2 separate regions of the Mus musculus genome follow, and region 1 is linked to region 2. Evidence: chromatin contacts called from public HiChIP or PLAC-seq data. All regions are on one chromosome and are shown on one strand. Each heading gives the region's core, a stretch centred on a gene start, on an enhancer-like site or on the middle of the called end of the contact. The rest is flanking DNA. Distances are from core to core; before and after follow the strand shown.

Region 1 (6,715 bases), core at 103-2,602, 250 kb before region 2:
GCAGGCCACTCCCATCAGGCTGCTCCTCTCCACCCTTGCGTCTCCAGTTCCCCTTCTCTCCACAGGGCTCAAACCACTTAGCTTTTCTCTCTCTCCCCTCTCTCCACCACATACTTGCACATTGTAAGTATTGTGGGCCTACTCGAAGCGGGAGCCACGGGGCAGGCAGGCCTCTAGGTATCTTCCGCCACTTATTTTGTCTTTTATAAATAATGGCTTAACAAATGGGAACTTCATATGCATTAAAAAATTAATCAGAAGCGTATACAATGTCAATATAGATTTTCTTTGGGGAAGGGGAGATTTACTCTCATGTCCCTCTCTCCTATCTCTGCATCACTCTGTCCCTGCTTTTCTCTCATTTAAACATTCTTATTACATTTGGTTCCTGTATGTGTGTGTGTGTATGTATGTATGTGAGAGTAGATGCAACCACTCATGGTAACTTGTTAAAGTGAGCTCTTTTTTTCTACCATGTGGATCACAGGGTTGAGCCAAATCTTCAGGCTTGTTGGCAAGTGACTGCCTGCTGAGCCATCACAACAGCCCCCTTCTGAGACAGGGTTTCACTATGTGTCCCTGGCCTGGAACTAACTTTATATACCAGGCTGGCCTTGAAACTCATGGTGATTACCTGCCTCAGTCTTCCAAGTGCTGACGACATTAAATAAATACACTATACTTGATATTGTCCAGGCTTACCTAGAACTCACAATCCTCCTGCTTCAGCCTCCCAGCTGCTGAGATTACAGCATGCATGGCCTTCTATGCTGGATATTCTAAAATGTCAATATGTGTAGGTATATTTATCTAGTTATATAAAGTGATTATTGAATATAGACTTTAAATTGTGTGTGTGTGTGTATTTATGGATCATAAAGCATAAAAGAGAACCATGAGAAGGGAGAAAGATCATAAGGGAAGGGGAAAGAGAGTGTAATGGCATACATGCGACATGAAATCAGAAGGGAGGCCTGAGGGAAGCAAAGGAAACAGCTGGAGTTGGGTGGGGCAGAGTGGAAAGCTGTCAGAGAGGGGGATGAATCAGAACAATTAAAGAGACATATGCACACACATATACACATATGCACAAGTGCACGCACTTGTAAATACCACAATAAACCCGTTATTGTATATCTAAGTAAAGTATAGGAGGAAAACTAACTTAAAATTTGTTTTAAAACAGCCACTGTGGAAATTTGAACATAGGGTAAAACATGGGAATGTCAGCCTCAGCAGCAACTTCTGACTCCATCCCCCACCCATCTTCCAGACCACCTCACTCACCCACCCCGTCATCCAGACCGCCTCCCTCAGACCCAGCTGGCACTCTGCTGTGTAGTGTGTAAGAAAAGAGGCCTTGCTTCCTTTCCCAGGTCTGAAGTTCCTTCCTCCTGCAGGCAGACACTTCTGACAGTCTACCCTGGGCATCCCCCACCCCCACCCACCCCCCGAGAATGCTGTCTTCCCGGCAGCAGCCTGTACTAAGCCTAAGCAAAAACTTAATGGGAAATCAATATCATCTCTTAATATCAAAGCGATGCTATCCCTGGCCCAAGTTGGTCTCTCAACCCAAACCTTTATGATATATTCTCAAGTAAACTATAATCTACAAATGCTGGCACCATGTGACACACTGATTTGTGTAAAGCTCAAGTGTATAGGAAGCAGGGTGGGGGTAGGGGGGTATAGTGTTACTAAGAAAACTTAATGCCAGTTTTTCGGGGGCAGAAAATAATAGACTGTGTCCTTTGACAAGTGTCCAGTGGCCCTCCTAAAGGAAGCTTTCAGACTTTTGTTTTCTTTTAAATTAAAGAAAATCAGATTTTATGATAGAATTTATAAGTCGTGTGACCTTTTTTTTTTTTTTTTTCATGAGATTGTGGATGTGTTTTTAGCAGGATTTTGTGGTTTGGCTAATAAAATCTTTTCAGAGCTGATCCTCTGACTGAGCCTTCTGTCTAGTTAATATCTCTACCGCTGCTTTTATGACTTAATTGCCTTTGTGGTTAATTCACTTGATGACACATCCATCACCGTGAAGTTTACACACTTCCCCCATCCGCCCTATCTACTCGATGAGTCCTGGGGTCAAGGAGAGGTTGGTGGGTGGATGAATGATATTAGATAAGTAATGTGGCTAATCGGCCTTGTTTAATTAAAACAATCCCTTAATTAATACGCAGAAGCTACTGCTTCCCGATCGTTTTCTGTTCCACCGTGTCTCACCTGAACCTGTAACAAGTTACTCCATAATTTGTAGGGCTAAGCTTATATGGCCCTGTCCTTTAGTTGTCCTCAGGACCTCTCCCAGTGTGCTAAGTAATGAGATTTCACTTTGTATACATGGGAGAGCTGACACAGAACAGCTACCGCAACTCTGCCGTGTCACTGTGGCTGGTTATATGGTAAAGCTGGGATCTTGGTAAAACAGAATCATAGTGGTTTTACCTCAGATTCAAATAATGTAGTTTCCACACTCGTTTCTTGTTACTGGCATCACCCTACTGCCTCTGTTTCCATGTGGATGCCTCGCTGTCGTCTCGCACACCCGCTGCTTACTAGTGGATAGGTATTTGGACATGAGAGTTTCATCTTGTATCTGTCAAAATCTATTTAAAAGCTGAAGCTTTGCTCGGAAGACGACTTCTGGAGTATCTGTGGTTTAGGATCCCTTTGTTGCTAAATTCAGCAAAATTGACATTGTGCTACTTAACAAAAGACTCTGCACTTGTGACACTGTTCTTAAGCTACCACCATGAGATCTGGTGTGGATTTTAGTCTATTTGACTTGTATCTTATTTGTTAGATAATCTGCTTCATCCCTGGTGTCTGCCTGTGATCAGAAATCTCATTTTAACCAATAATGCAGAGTTGGGTTACTTTTAATATGAGATTGAAAATATTTAGTAATTCAAGAGCAAACACCTTTAAAATTTTAAAAAGATTATATATATATACATATACATTATGTATATGTGTGTGTATACACACACACAGACGTGAGAGTGTGTGTGTGTGTGTGTGTGTGTGTATGAGCTTTCTGCCTGCATGTGTATATACTACACATGTGCCTGATATCCATTGAAATCAGGAGATGGTGTCAGATTCTTTGGAGATATGGGTGTTCGGAATCAAGACCAACAAGTGTTCTTAACCATTAAGTTATTTCTCTAGCTCCAAGAGAAAATGCTCTAATATCTTATATTTTAAACTAGACACTGAAAATCATCGTGGAATATCGTTCACCTTTGGAATACAGTTCTAAAGCCGTGACTCATGGGTCACCACTAACTTAATGACATAGTGCAGTTCATTGGTAGAGGGCTTCTCCCCACAGCATGCACAGAGCTTCGGGTTTGGTCCTCAGAACTGAAAGAACTCTCACTATAAGGAAGTGCTTGTGAATGCCTTTATAGTCAAGAATGTTATATAGTAGGGGCACATTTGTGCTGTTGACTGTAAAATGTAACCGTTTCCTCAGTTTTACTCCAGAAAGTGGAGACAACTGTACAGGAGGAAGCTGCTTTACTGTACAAATACACTTCCCTCCAGTGTCGCTGAGTAAAATAGCTTAGGAAATGTTTAAGGAAAACCAGCTTACTGTAACAATAGCGTTTTGGAGCCATAAATACCTGTCTTCAAATTCCAGGACCAGAACCCCTGGTCCCTTCGGATTTCCCGCTGCTGTTTTGACTTTGCTAATTCAGTTGGTTTCATGTCTGAGAAACTAAAGCATGGGAACTGGAACTAGAGACGCTTGGGCCCCGTGCTTTCTATTAGAAGCTCAAGGGAGAGGTGAGAACCATGTGAATTGTGAGTGAGTGAGAGATGAACGTTCCCTGTTGAGTGGTGACAGAAAAACAGAAAGAGAATAACTGCAGGCATGTGGCAAGGAAGACTTTGTCAACTTAGTTCCTGGACCAGCCACTGTATGCAGAAATGTACATCACTGGTCTACTTGGTGTGGGTGGCCTGGACCTAAATCTCTGAGCCTATCCCAAGAACTTACGAATGCCATAGGACAAGAGCATACAGTTTTTGTGACCATCTTTTTTTTTTTTTTTTCACACAAGAAGATGAATACTTTTGGCTTGCACTTAAATGTTGTTTCCTAAACACTCTGTGTATCTCTTTATTTATGAGCTATTAAATTGAGTGCTCAGTGTTTGATAACAGTTGTTCTAGGTGGTCAGGATCTCAGTAGTTGGTTGTGTGTGTGTGTGTGTGTGTGTGTGTGTGTGTGTGTGTGTGTGTAGAAAGTACCTCATAGGAGAGACAGACAAAGGAAAAGAGATGTATAGGGAAACTCAGGTAGTGATGACTGCTAAGAAGAAACCACCAAATAGGTAGCTGAACATGGTGGTAGGTGTCTGACCCCTGTCATTCCCAAGGCAGGGGTGGGAGACTCTGAGTTATTAAGCCCACCTGTGGGGTCATGTCTTTTAAAACCATGCCTCAAGAAGCACTCAGCCAAAGAGGGACATTGATGGAGTAGGGATAAGATTGCCCAGACAATGCCTTGTGGAGGAAATGGCTTTTGAGCTTCATCCTGAGGTGGGAGCATGGCAAAAGTCACACAGACATGGATGCTCTAGTCCAAGGAGGTCACTGGTGCAGAAACTGACCTGGCTGCAGTGACCTGCAGTTCCTGCTCTATTTGGCTTTCTATATCTGGCCCAAAAAGCTACAGTTTTAATAGGACCACAGAGATAAAACAGGTGGTGCATATGAATAAATGTTAAGGTACATGTGGCTGCTGAAGACTTTCTGTGCTTCACTGGAGTCGACCACAAACACACCCTGAATGTATAAATCAAATGGTTTCCTAGGTCCTTTCATCACTGCATCTGCTAATTTAATCAAAAGCTGCTTGTTCCCTTTGTGCTCTGAGGCCATTGACCTCTCTGTCTCTTGGTCTCTGGAGTAAAAATTGTAGGTAGAGATGAAGGACTGATTCTACTCAGACCTTTGACCATGCAGATCCTTGGGGGCTTTGTGCTAATGAAGATGGATACGGGTTTCTTTCTGCTTCTGAATTGATTTTGTGACTTAAAAAAAAAAAAGAACATTTATCAAAGGCTAAGGGATTGTCAGCGTGGGGCGAGGGGCATTAAAAAAGAAGCCATTACCTCAGTAGCTGCTGAAAGGGAATCACTTAGGCTATACATTCATCTATAATGACTTGCATAAATAGAAGATAGCAGATCTGGGGAGTGAATCACCTGCTAACTAATAGTACTTACAGCAAGAGCTGATACCTCAAGAGCACTTGCCATTTGCTGCGTTTCCTGTGGAACAATGACCTTCCTAGACTTCAGTCTTCTTCCATCTTTTTAAGAACTCTTTCAGATTGGTATGATCGTCATCACTATTCGGGTGAGAAACATCAGGCGTAACTAGTATAACTTCATAGTCAACTTGGGTAACCAAGTGCAAATTAGACCCTGGTCTTCATGTTTGTTTGTTTGTTTGTTTTTTAAGACTTATTTATTTTATTTATATGAGTACACTGTAGCTATCTTCAGACACTCCAGAAGAGAGCATCAGATCTCATTACAGATGGTTATAAGCTGCCATACGGTTGCTGGGAATTGAACTCATGACCTCTGGAAGAGCAGTCAGTAACTACTAAGCCATCTCTCCAGCACCGACCCTGGTCTTCTTGATCCCAGACTTTAAGTTAATGAAGACAATCCGTGGTGTGCCCTGATGATGATAGGATACTGTAAAGGACACTGAGGAGTGCTGTCTGAGAAGTAATGACTAACAAATAACTGGAGGAGTGCTGAGCTGGGTGTGCACTAACATAACTACTAATTTCCCACTGAAAAATGGAAAATGAATGGTTACATGAATGAGTAAATGCATGATCCACCGTATTGTGAGTATCTCTAAGGTGAAGATTGTCTAAAAAACAGTGAAAGTACAGGCTACAGAAATCAAGCAAATAAGCACTCAGGCAGTAGTGTGAAAGGTGCTATGAAGAATGTCGAGTAGGGAAGAGGATGATAGAAGGGATGATAGGAGCATGGGAGTAGGACTCAAAAGCTGTGATGGAGATCACTATGGGTTAGGGGACCAGCAGTGCAAAGACTGAGGCAGGAGCTTGGCTGGTGTGTTCAGGAAATAAGGAGCTCTTATAGCCCAAGTGTACAAGGAAGAGATTGGGAAGGTTGTAAGAACAGGTACACTGAGCCTTGTCTTGTGAATATGGAGTCTTTGGAGTTTATTTTTTTAAATTTTGAGTAAGGACTGACTACCTGATGGGCTTCCATTTAACAAAGATCTCTCAGTCCCTTCTGGGAAATGGACTATGAGGGTCAGCATAGGAGGTAGGAACTCAGTCAACAGGTAAGACTCTCTCCCCCAGTTAGACACACATTCCGCATTAAGGTAGAGACATCCTCAGACAGTTGAAGGATGATAAAATTAAACATGAGCTCGTATTAAATAGACTTAGACAGATGCTTATGTTCATAGGCTGTTCCATAGGACTGATTTGTTAAGCTTGGCTTTGGGGATGCTATTGGACTGGATCATATTTATGAAAAATTGTTCTAATGTATCTATAATAGCATATTGGAGAAGAATAAAGAAGAAACTGGTGCTCCTTTCTTAAACTGACTTACATCAGATTTTTAAGTGCAACACTCAGTGTTGGATATTCATTCCTTTTTGAAACTGTAACTATGTAAGTTACTTTGTTGCAATC
Region 2 (6,817 bases), core at 1,207-3,706:
GGCACACACAAAACCTGTTACATGAAAATGTTAAGCCTAGGGCTTAGGTTAAAGGTATTTTCCTCCTCCTTTGGAGCTGAGAAATGGATGCTGAGTCTCTTGGAGTCTGTGCTGTTTACATGAAACCTGTACCAGGGTTTTAGAGAGGTTCCTGGTTAAACCAGTTGAGCTTCTTTGTGACATGGACCATATTGATATCACCCCCCCCCCCCCATGCAGTATCTTTAACTTGAAATAGTAACTGTGAGAAGCTGAGTTCATTCACACTTTTAGCTCATGTATGAGTTATCCTATTATGTTGTTTAAAGTTATGAATTTCACATGTCAGTGTCTATAGCTAATGACTTAATCATTTAGGCTTCTTGTGAGTGCTATTCAATTCATTCCTCCATGGCGCCTCAATGAGCTCTTGGTTGTAGGGCTGGAGTGACATTAGTCCCCAGACTGGGGTAAGTCAGCACTGATGGCCACAGTGCTCCTGACTAGCTGGCTGCAGCTGTGTGCCAGGTACATACTTTGTATCAGGGACTCTACCAGAGTCAGTGCTGACTCGGGAGTACTGGGCTAGCAAGATGGAATGGCTTTTGCCTAGAGGAAGCTCCTAGGGTTGGAGAAACTGTCATACCATCACAGTAGCTGGAGGCTATCAACAAGCACCTAGGCTTTTGAGAACACGCTCAGGAAAGGATCTGACTTGGTTTGCTCAATGTGGTAAATTGCTGGACATGGCAAAGAACCCAGGCAGGCAGCTGGGGGCTGGAGGTGCTAAAGGCAGCATGTGGTCCCAAGTGCCAGGGGCCACCAGAGGGAGCATCAAGATTCAGTTGACAAACAGCATGGCTGTGACTTAAGGACACAGCCTTCTTGGGACATCTCCTTCCTCCCCTGACTTCTTGAAGCTGAGGCAACAATCCCCACTTTTGAAGTTTACAGGGTGTTTTTCATCTTTATCATTTGTCACTTGCAAGGCCCTGTACCGGAGTAAGATAGTGTATCTTTCATCCCTGGAAGGAAAGGGGTCTCCGTGCAGCTCTGGGTGGCCCCCTAGCAGTGTGTGGCACGGGCTGGAATGTGGTGGGTACATGTTTAAAGAAATATCTGCAGCTCATCCGTGAGCTTCTGACTGTGGGACTCTAATCAATCGCAACTGCAGCCATAGGTCACAAAGCACATAGGGACTCGGAATAGTAGCATGTGACAGCCCCAAGTGCATGTTTGTGCATAGAGTCACTGAAGCTTCAATTGACCGAGGCAATTAATGGGGGGAAATGGTGTGCACCTGGGAGTGGTTTAATAGATATTAACTTGTAATTAAAACTTTCAGGTAAATTGGCTTTTCTTCAGTGGTGTCATATTACCTACTTTTCTTTCCTCCCCTGTGGTCCTGTTTCCATTAATAGATTACCAGCCCCGAGTCTTCTCTGTGCTGCTGGCTCTCTTCAATGCTGTGTGCTTCCTTCCAGATCTTTCCGTATCCCTTGGCCCTGTCTGTGTTTGCCTGCCTACAGCCTTCCCATCCCAGTTACCATCCTTTGAACAATGGGCCTTTCAAGACATTAAAGGGTTCATCCCTACTCCCACCCTGTTATCACAGAATTTTAACTTCTCTGGTGGTTCCTACCACAATTTCCCCACAGATCAGGATAGATACTGTATATACAGATTACACCCTATGATATAAGCGATTTTGCACTTTATTCTTTTCACTTACTAGCCATACGTTTTGTTTTTGTTTTGAGTTAAGGTCTCAGAAATTGAGGTTGGCCTTGAACTCAGTTTATAATAGCTGGGATGACCCTGAACTTCGGATACTCCTGTCTCTACCTCCTAACTGCTAGGATTAGACTAGTGTGCATCACCCTGCCCAGTTTATGTGGTATTCAGGATTGAAACCAAGGCTTCCTACCTAAATGCTAGGCAAGCACTTTAGAAAGGAAGCTATTTTCCCACCTTCCAATAACCATAAAGCTTTTTTAAAAGTTGAAAGATTTAAAAAAAAGATATTTTACACATGTGAATGTTTTGCCTGCATATATGTACATGTACTACATATGTGCTGTAGAGGTCAGAAGGAGGCGGCACTGAAGATATGGACAGTTGAAATCTTCTATGTGGGTGAACTTCACCAGGGTCCTCTACAAGAGCAGTGGGTTGCCCTTAACCACTGAGCTGTCTCTTCAGCCCCAATACTCAGACATTTTAAATCAGTAAATGAACTCCTGCTGTGTGTCAGGCATTGTTTTAGGGGACAAACCAGCACAAAGCAGGTGTTATCGATCTAGGTCTAGTTCTTGGAGAGAGACAGAAGACATTCTGTGTGCTTTCTCAGGAGGTATGGACATGGGAAGAAAAGGTATGTCTGGAGACAAGTCATCAAGCATCTTCTGATGTTACAGTGCACTTACTAACCACATCAGATCTTTGCTGTCAGCACCCTGGAGTGTATTTGGAGTGTCCGGACTATGAATATATGTACAGAGAATGCGTGACTCATGGAGGACAAACTCTTTACTCAGAGATGAGCAAGCAGATTCAAGGAAAAGAAATGCCTTTGCTCAAGACCTGGTAGTTAGGATAGTTTCCATTCGTTCTAAAGTTTCTCTTAGAACCCTATTGTGCCACTTCCCTCGGAAGATCATTTTTATTTCTGTAAATAATACTGCAATGAGCACTTTATACCAGCACCACCCGAGTGAAAATAATCCGTTCACAAATACTGAAACCAAAAGGAAAGGCCGTTATTGACTGAGTTCTTCCATTTGCCAGGTACTGTGCTGCGTCTCTGGCAGCAAGTGTCTGCACGTCCCTCTCTTTTCAGGCGAGCAAAACATTCAGGCCTGGCCGAGCCCTGACCGACTCGGAGCCTGTGTCGACAACCTTCCAAGTCTGAACATGAACATAGGAATGTCAGAAACCATCAGTTTCAGTTACTTTTCGCCTTTGACAAAATACCTGGCCGAGAAGGGAGGGTTTGTTCTGGATCACAGGCTGAAGTCACAATCCATTGTGGCGAGGATCTGATGGCAGCTGGAGCCTGAGATAGCTACACATAGTACATCTGCAGTCAGGGAGCAGAGGTGAACGATGCTGTTCAATTTGTAGCGTGTCCTTTTTATTCAATATGAGACCCCAGCCCATGAGCTAGTACCACACACCTGCAGCGTGGATCGTTCCTCTTCTGAGGAAGGAAACACCGTTGCAGACATTCAAGCTCTGTTGGGCTTTAACTGTATGTAACTGCTCTTCTTCTCGCAAAGGCCGAAGACAGTTTGAATATTGATACTCCCATTTGTTCCTGTAATTTTGCCCAATCATCACTAGAGCAATTATTAGGGTGAAGGTTAGGTCAGAAACGGAGCCTGGACAGTGAGGGATTTGGCTAATTCTGGCTGAAAGAACAGGAGAAAGTGCCGGGCGGTGATGGCGCACACCTTTAATCCCAGCGCTTGGGAGGCAGAGGCAGGCAGATCTCTGAGTTCGAGGCCAGCCTGGTCTACAAAGTGAGTTCCAGGACAGCCAGAGATACACAGAGAAACCCTGTCTCAAAAAAAAAAAAAAAAAGAAAAAAAAAAGAAAAGGAGAAAGTGAGGAAGGCGGGCCTTCCTGCAGATAGACAAACTCTTTGTTCTTGACTTTCTTCATCTAAAGTCGAGCAGAAGTAGAAAACTCTCATGATGGTGCTGGAAGGCCGAGTATGAAATGGGCGGCAGTCGTTCTGTGGACAGCAGCAGGATTGGGAGGCAGTGGGCCTGTCACTCTTCTTTTGTGTGTGTGTGTGTGTGTGTGTGTGTGTGTGTGTGTGTAAGCATGAGATTTCTGTAAAATGCATTTTAAAATGTTTTAAAATGTCATTGATAAATAGGTGGCTTTGGCTACAGCAAGGATTTTCTTGTTTTACAGGGAAAGCTGTGTTTTAATTTTTGTTTTTTACATTGTGTGTGCGCGTGTAACGTATGTACAATATAGCATGTGTGGAGGTCAGAAGACAACTTTCGAGAAGTCGGTTCCCTCTCTGCCTTGTGAGTCCCAGGAGTTGAACTCAGGTGGTCAAGCGTGTTATTCTTTCCCTCCAAGTCATCTCACCAGCCCAGACAGAGCTCATGATGCCAAGGGTGTGCTGTGGAGGTGGGTGGAAGGGACAGCAAAGATTAGGGGTGTGGTGACAGTGGAGTGAGGCTCCGAAATGAATGGCCAATCCAGACACCTTCCTTTCCCATTGCTCTGCTGCTGTCCGAGATCTCATGTCATCTTGTCCCTTCCTAAAGGTGACAGAACCCCAACCTGTGTCCTAGCTTAGGGAGGGCATGTGATCATCGGGCCTAAAAGGCCCAGTGAGTGGTTCTTTGCGCAGCGGGATTGCACCCTCGGTTGAAAGATGCGCATCCTGAGGGAGCATGCCTCTTGAATGTTCCGGCAGTCACCAAGTCTGCAGACAGAGCAGTGGGCTTTGAACTTCACACTGTGTGTCGTATCAGCTGCTCTGTGCCAGCCTACCCCTCATGGGAAAAGCTTTGCCTTGGCTTAGAGGGGGGAAAGGACAGTGTGTACAGAAGAGCTTTCCTTCTTTTTCCATTTCAAATCTTGGCACAAAAAACATGCTTGCCGTTCCTCTTGCAAGTCTCAGCCGCAGATCTCTGTGCTGAAGACTGTGCCGTCGTCGTCCCCTCCAATTTCAGCTTTCCCAGTGACACACAGTTTGCTGCTTTGGGTGGTGGGGCTGCTAATAACTCCAGGTGGTGAATGGGTGGTAGGGAGTACAGCTGTGTGGAAATACAGCACGGAAGAGATACAAATACGGGGAGAAAATGGGAGCCCGTCAGGAGGTTGGTGCATTGATAAGGCCTTTTGCTTTCCTTGATGTTGAAGAAAGCCCTCTGTTATCTTACCTCAGACTCAACTGGTTACTTATTTCATGCTGTGTCTATATGGTGAACTATTATTATATAGCCTCTAACAGTGATGTACGTTCATTGAGCAGGGGTAGCTAAGATATGCTGTGCGGTAGAACATAGCAGATTAGTATTCATATATGAGCCATTCTTACAAAAATATTCTATCTTTATATAGATACATAATAACATTTGGAAGGGTATCCATATGATGTGGGTGGTTGGATCATGAGTATTTATATATTTTTCTTTTTGCTCATATGTATTTTCAAATTTTTGCTTCAGTCAACATATTACTCACAAAGTGGAAAAAAAAATGGTATGGAGGTCCACAGCATCTCAGTTACTGCCCAGCCTTTTACGTGTGGGGAGTCTTCTAGCAATTGGGTATTGTAGCAGGGAGTGCGGCAGAGCCCACTTCCTCTTCCTCTTCTTGTTCCTCCTCCTTCTCCTCCTCTTCTTCCTCTTCTTCTTTTTAAGCTAAGAATCATTAAAAATGACAGTTTATGAAAGTTAAGTGCTCTGAAGGTGAATGAAAGGAAGTAAGTAGGGTTTCACCTTTAGGAAGGAGTCTGGGAGAAATTTTTGCGGCAGAGAGCTGAGACACAGTCATGGGGAGAGAAAGCAGATGTACAGTTCTGAGATGTCACAGCTGATGCAGGACAGTGGGGTCCTTTTTCCTTGATGTCGTTCACAAAGAGAGCTGGAACAAGAGCCTTCAACACCTCCTGTGAGAAATGTGTTCCACTTGGAAATGTGACTGGGACTCATATACAGACCTTTAACTTAAGGGGATCTTGGTCACGAGGACATCAGGGGCTTCAGAGGGCTGGTTAAGGTTTTGTTAAATAGCAGGAAGGTCTTGGGTGTGATAGGGTGGCTTCATCTTTGGTTCTTTTGAAATGGCAGTTCTGACGTCTTTGTCCAATGTGAAATGAGCTTCCAGCCCTATCCCAGGCTTCACTGTCTGCTCTCATCAAATATTCATTGGCTCCTTGTCCACTGGGGGACTGTGGAGTCTGCTTGGAAGCCCAGGCTATGGAGGAGATGGTTGGGAGGAGCCTCTGGTCTGGAAGATTCCCTGTTTTGCTTATCCCAGGAAGAAGGGAGAAATTATCCAGCAGGTTTTGAATCTGACCTGGCTGCATCCAGATCTTGAGGTGGCTTTGGCTCTGCTGTTAGCCAGTGCTATACAAGAGTACCGTGTGGGACAACGAGCCCAGTCCTTGACTGTCAGAGAGGTGGGAAGGCGAGAAAGATGCTCTCCTCCTGAGTGTGCACGTCAGGTGGGTTGTAAGGCAACTGGGTAATGTAGCTTAGAAACCATAAACGTGTTTAGATTCTTGGACCCAGCAATTATAATCCAGGGAATTTATGTGGTCACCACTCATCCTCAAATAGTGGAACAACCAAAGCCTAGATGGCTGCCCCAGCAGCAACAGTTAATAAGGACAACTCTTTGGGGGTCAGAAAGTGCCTTGCTGGACAGTGGATTCTTATCCCCAGGGGCCAGGTAGGAAATGGGAGGTTGGAGATCCTGAGTGAATGAATGGTGCACTTGGGCTCTGCACTCTGGTGTGTACTTCCTTGTCCTGTGGCATTGCCTGGAAATGCAGGGTGCAGAGGCAGGAATCAGGAAGTTGTCAGGAAGGAAGAGAGACAGTTAGACAGTGTTGGAGAAACTGACACTGCAAGAGGTTGAATTAGTGTAATTCCGAGAGCGGGCTCTGAGCCTGACCAGGCTGTACACTCCAGAGTTTTGAAGTGGCTTTGGCTCTGTTATTACCCTGTGTCTCCCAAGAATGCACGTGGGGCGGCGAATGGATGAATGAAAGAAAGACAAAGGGATGAGAACATGGACAGCAGCTTCTGTAGGGAATTAGACATCAGGAAGGGGTCCGTTCCCCCCCCCCCCTAGAGTTGTGCAG

The links. HiChIP or PLAC-seq counts read pairs in DNA pulled down with a chosen protein or histone mark.
Region 1: a FOXA1 HiChIP or PLAC-seq map of pancreatic cancer cells shows a contact between it and region 2. The contact joins two enhancer-like sites. A contact is called at or near these places in 1 of 115 datasets of contacts at active chromatin or transcription factors (pancreatic cancer cells) and 2 of 9 other capture datasets (adipose tissue and liver).

Annotation. Positions count from the first base shown.
Region 1 is chr15:64,253,503-64,260,217 of GRCm38.p6, reverse strand. All of the region lies in intron 3 of Asap1 (ArfGAP with SH3 domain, ankyrin repeat and PH domain1), which reads left to right. Among named protein-coding and RNA genes, the nearest start is that of 1700010G06Rik, 57 kb to the left of the region's middle. Within about 2 kb of position 1,352, at least 40 of the 459 cell types and tissues checked have an H3K27ac peak or open chromatin away from gene starts, as enhancers often do. A contact at or near this core is called in pancreatic cancer cells, where this site is marked.
Region 2 is chr15:64,001,855-64,008,671 of GRCm38.p6, reverse strand. All of the region lies in intron 2 of Cyrib (CYFIP related Rac1 interactor B), which reads left to right. Among named protein-coding and RNA genes, the nearest start is that of Gm25628, 21 kb to the left of the region's middle. Within about 2 kb of position 2,456, at least 45 of the 459 cell types and tissues checked have an H3K27ac peak or open chromatin away from gene starts, as enhancers often do. A contact at or near this core is called in pancreatic cancer cells, where this site is marked.